2 separate regions of the Ovis aries genome follow, and region 1 is linked to region 2. Evidence: chromatin contacts called from public Hi-C data. All regions are on one chromosome and are shown on one strand. Each heading gives the region's core, a stretch centred on a gene start, on an enhancer-like site or on the middle of the called end of the contact. The rest is flanking DNA. Distances are from core to core; before and after follow the strand shown.

What was found. A called contact is a pair of places that touch in the nucleus more often than the background predicts.
Region 1: a contact with region 2 is called in a Hi-C map of liver, with 6 times the contacts expected there. The contact joins two enhancer-like sites. A contact is called at or near these places in 9 of 16 Hi-C or Micro-C datasets (blood, hypothalamus, liver and 3 more).

Annotation. Positions count from the first base shown.
Region 1 is chr6:59,459,262-59,461,961 of ARS-UI_Ramb_v3.0, forward strand. No RefSeq gene overlaps it. Among named protein-coding and RNA genes, the nearest start is that of SMIM14, 34 kb to the left of the region's middle. Within about 2 kb of position 1,275, at least 9 of the 54 cell types and tissues checked have an H3K27ac peak or open chromatin away from gene starts, as enhancers often do. A contact at or near this core is called in liver, where this site is marked.
Region 2 is chr6:59,309,774-59,312,473 of ARS-UI_Ramb_v3.0, forward strand. It overlaps LIAS (lipoic acid synthetase), which reads left to right. Exons shown (of 10, transcript XM_042251319.1): 7 at 1,805-1,950; 8 at 2,603-2,673. Among named protein-coding and RNA genes, the nearest start is that of RPL9, 12 kb to the left of the region's middle. Within about 2 kb of position 1,423, at least 7 of the 54 cell types and tissues checked have an H3K27ac peak or open chromatin away from gene starts, as enhancers often do. A contact at or near this core is called in liver, where this site is marked.

The DNA of each region.
Region 1 (2,700 bases), core at 25-2,524, 150 kb after region 2:
GTTTGATTTGGACAAATCTGTTACTTTCAGTTCCTGTTTCCTTTTCTAAGTTGACTTCAGAAATAGACTAGTATTAATAGAATCCAATCTCAAGATGCCTCTTTAAATTTATATCACAACCAGCAGCCAGCCAGCTCTGTGCTGCTTCCTTCTGGATCCCTTTAATTGTCAAGAATTAAAAGGTGAAGAAGGTATTCTTTCAGAGAAAGAGAAAACGAAACAAAGCAAAATCACCAGCAACCAAACAACAAATGAACCTCAAGTTATTGTGAAGCCTTAAGTTCCAAATGTTAAATTTTTTAAAAAGCCTCTAACCACACTGCTGCTGCTAAGTCACTTCAGTCATGTCCGACTCTGTGAGACCCCATAGACGGCAGCCCACCAGGCTCCCCCGTCCCTGGGATTCTCCAGGCAAGAACATTGGAGTGGGTTACCATTTCCTTCTCCAATGCATGAAAGTGAAAAGTGAAAGTGAAGTCGCTCAGTCGTGTCCGACTCTTTGTGATCCCGTGGACTGCAGCTTACCAGGCTCCTCCGTCCATGGGATTCTCCAGGCAAGAGTACTGGAGTGGGGTGCCATGGCCTTCTTCGTCTAACCACACAGTCTAGGCCAGTTTTGTTCTCTGTCACTCACAGTCCCCTCAATTCCTTTCTAAGTCTCAAAATGAAGCATTCAGATACATAATTATCTAGGGAGATATAAGTAGGAAATTTGTCACTTTTCTTCCAACGAGCAGTACTATCAAAACAGCACTTACGTTTTCAGGGAAACTCCAAACCCCCTCCCTAATCCTTGTCTTCATTTTGGATTCTGACACATCCCTAGCATCCTCTCTGCAAAGTGCAGTTGAGAGAAATAGGATGGGTGAAAAAGGTTGGAAAGGGAAGCCCACACAGACCTAGAGAGCCAGTGACTAATTGTAAATCAGGATTTTTCAATACAACATGACAAAGAGTTGTGACGTTGAAAATACTTCCCATATATTACTCTGTATAAAAGAAACTTGCTTTGACCTCATTTTCTTCCCATTATCCCTCTTCTGCTTTATCACCTATTGCAGGTTTTTTGTTTCTGTCTTCTTTCTATTGAATTTACATTTTTTCATAGTGTCCTTTATACATTAGTTCTCCTTTTCCCTTTTCTTTGCACTGCTTAGTATATTGTACAAATGTATATTTTAAAGTTTCTCATACTTTTTGTTCTTGAATAGAAATTGGGCAAGAGGAGGAGTTTATGATACAAGAAATTTGTGGTAGAGTCATTGTCCGCCTCGGTAGTGAAATAGTGCCTTCTAGTGTTTACAATAACACTTTCTGTTTGCACCATTTCATCTGAAAAGCAAAAGTATTATTTTGTAATACTTTTGCATTTTATAATTTTCCTACCGTATTTTAAAATATATAGCTGGCATTATTATCTTTATTTTGGAGATTTAAAAACCAGAATCATAAAACATTTATTTAATGCTGACTTGATGATAGCACTTAGACCAAACATACGAAAGGATTAGAAAAATGTATTCTGTTCAATGGATTCCCCATCCAGCTGCCAGCAGTCACCAACCAGTCACGAGACAGATCATGGGTATGATTCACGATACTGCCAAGTCCACTAAAAATGCCATAGACAGAGAGCTGCAAAAGCTGGTTGAAGGCAACATAAACAGGAAATGTTACAAAAGAGTTGCTCAAACTTTCTATCCTTCAAGGTAACACTTTTAGGAATGAGTTGATCGACATGTATTCTTTGGTTCTGCTGCTCCTGAGTCCCCTCACTTTCTCCTGGAACTAGCCATGTTGTTTTAGAGAAAAGCAGCACTCTCAGAGAGGCAGATACATTCTTAAGAGGTTTATCAGATGTGAGAAGTTAGCTGTTGCCTAGTATTTCCCAACTTCTTGTGGATTTGCATAAGCATTCCCCGAAATAGATTTTTATTTGTTGACTATTCTGAAGATGTGAAGAATAAGTAAGTACACATGTATATCTATGGTATGATATTAGTGTCCTTATGAGAAACAGAACCGTTAAGATGTGTGTGTGTATTTATAATTATAAAGAGAATTATTACAAGGAATCAGCTCACATGATTGTGGGAGCTGAGAAGTCTCAAGATCTGGAGGGTAAGTATTTAAGCTGGAAGCCCAGGAGAGCTGATGTACTTCTAGTCCAAGTTGAAAGGAACAGAACCAGGAGAGTTAACATTTCAGTTCCAGTCCAAAGGCTGGCAGGCTTGAGAACCATAAAGAGTTGACATTTCAGTCTCAAGGTAGGAAAAAATCTCTCTGACTTGCAGGAATATCAGCCTTTTAATCTAGTCAGTCCTTCAGCTGATTAGATAAGGCCCACTCTCTCAATTAGGGGGAAATCTGCTTTACTTAATCTACTGACTCAAATATTAATCTCACCCGGAAACACCCTCACATACACACCCAGAATAATGCTTGACCAAATATCTGGGCACCCTATGGCCCCGCCAAATAGAGGTATAGAATTGAGCATCACAGGTATTATCAACATATACAAATTAAAATATGTTTATTTCTTTGTCCTGCATACTCCTTAAAATGTTTTGAGAACCATGGCTTTAGAACAAGGGTATGACTCCAGTATTTGTATCTTATTACTTCCTTTACTCAAAGTAGCATACTGTACAGTCTCTATATGAGTTATTATAGACAGCACCCTTGCTTTGCAAATAA
Region 2 (2,700 bases), core at 173-2,672:
ATCTCTTTTTCACTATAGGAATCCAAAAATTCTTGTGGAATGTCTCACCCCTGATTTCCGAGGAGATCTTAAAGCGATAGAGAAAGTTGCCCTGTCAGGATTAGATGTATACGCACATAATGTAGAAACAGTTCCAGAATTACAGAGGTGATTTCATGTATGGAGTAATGTTGGGAAGTTTGGAGGGTCAAATCTGCTATACTTTCTTTCAGGGGAGAAGATTGTAATTTTATAAAGTGAACTCTCTTTAAACAAAACTGTGTTTTTTAAAAAATATATATATGTCTAGTACAGAAATATTAGAAAATATAGACAACAAAAAGAGTGTAGACATCATCCATATTTCCACCTGGTAATATCAGTTACTTACATCTCAGTGTCTATATACTTACATATTTATGCATGTGTGTATATGTTTTGGTATACGCATACAAACATAACTAGCATCTTTTTTTCTTTCCTTTTTTTGGTAAAGTATTGCAAGTGCTGATGAGCTGGGTTTTTTTCCCAAAGAACAATTTTCAAAAAGAAACATATTACAAAAGAGCAATTGATTGTAGTTCTAAAAAAGGACATATAACAATGCATTTGACAATAATATATACAGTAAGTGATGCTGAAAAAAAATGGTATCATTCAGATGTATTTTAAGTCTCTTTTAAAAAAGTAGGTACTGTGCTTTCTTACTCTTCCTAGTAATTTTAGTAGTTAAGAATAATTATAGATTGTTATTCTGTATCAATAACTATTCGTATTTCAGAAAAATAAAAAATTTCAGGCAAGATTATACATTCATTTTCATTATTTTAGTAAAGCATTTGGTAGTGATTTTATTAGGTTCTACACGTTATTCTGTGTCAGAAGTATGATAAACAACAACCAGCATTTCTACTAAATCATAACTGTATTAGGGAGCATAATTTAAATTCAGTGGATAAATACTTTCAAAAAGTATTTTCCTTATTATCAGTATTGTGGTTACTTTTAAATTCATAAATTTGTTCCCTCTCCTCCTGTGTGAACTGGTCTCTGATTAAAAATAGCAACCATAACAACAGATCAGTTACACAGAATAAAGGTACATTAGAGTTCAAATCAATGCAATTTAACGTCAGCAACTGTGTCCTTTGGGCCTTTATCCATTTAAAACTTGGTGGTTTGTCCCCTGTTGAAGTCAAGCACACAGCCTGTTCCAGCCTTGTCATATCTTATGATCCCACCACCAGTGGGTGCCAGTTTCTCTGTTTTCATTTAAAAAACATTATCCTTTCCAGTGAAAATTCCAGAATAGTGCTTTTTTTTTTTTTTAAACCTAAGAAATGTCAATGCTGTGAGTTACCAGCAGAGGGCAGCTTAGTCTTTAGAAAAGAAATGAACATAGAAGTTTCAGTCCTCTGAAATGGTTCAGGTTAAACAGTTTTTTCTTTGTTCAGTATCGAAATTTTCTTCCATGTTTCCCCCTTCTCTCAGTTACCCTTATAACCACTCATTCTCCGGCTGAAGAATCCTGGTTTCTCAATAAGTAATTCATAAACTGAATTACTTCATTCATGACTTCTGTTCTCATTTTCCCTGCCCCAGGCTTGAAAGGCCTGAAAAGTCAACAGAACTGGGGGCCTAGTGAAGCCTTATTTTCTTTCCCAAAGTAACAGTTAGACATTTGTGCACAAATGCTGCCATTGACCCATATGATGCAGCGTGATGTCCAGAATGTACCTTCCTGGTGTTTCAGCTTGCTTGCATAATTATGTACTTAGTTGAGTTTGTGGTTATTCTTGCTGACAACAGCTCTGCTGTTTTCAAGGAAAGTTCGTGATCCCCGGGCCAATTTTGACCAGTCTCTACGCGTACTAAAACATGCCAAGGAGGTTCGACCTGATGTTATTTCTAAAACATCTATTATGTTGGGTTTAGGTGAGAATGATGACCAAGTATATGCCACGATGAAAGGTAAAGAAATTGAAAAATGAAAACTCTTTTCCATTTAACTTGAGTGATAGCAGGAATCCCACTTTGGAAGACCTGGTATGCTTTCTCCATAGTCTCAGTGAAAGTGCTAGTGAGAACAAAAATTTAGGATGTGGTTATAAACAGCAGCATAGAAAGGAAAGGAAGAATGTTTTCTTAAAACTTTATGGAATGATGTACAGGATGCTTAGAATGTGGAATTTGCATTCCATTTTATTCCTTACCCTTTCATCAACTAAAAACATGATTTTGTCTGCTTTTCTTGTCCAGTCAAGACAATTTTTGAGTGCTAGCCAGGTACCAGGAGCTCTGTCAACCACTGACAGCTCAAAGATGACTAAGATGAATCCAGGCCTTTGAGAAAGTGCTTACTTACAGCATTGTTACATAGCATGGTGTGCTTTTGACTTTTAGTCTATTAAATCTGTTTGCTTTGCAATTCTTGAGCTTCTTAAATTTTAAAATATAAAAGCTTTTATTTTACCTGAAGGCCCTTGGCGAACTTGCAGTTATCTATTGGTTCGAAGAGTAATAAGTTCAAATAATAATTAAAAGCTACTCTTTACAGCAATGCATACAGATAGCACTGTAAAAAAAAAATCTGCTCATGTAATGTGTGCTTTTCTTCCTATAGCTCTTCGTGAGGCAGATGTGGACTGTTTGACTTTAGGACAATATATGCAGCCAACAAAGCGCCACCTTAAGGTACAACTACCATAGGTTGCCAAATGT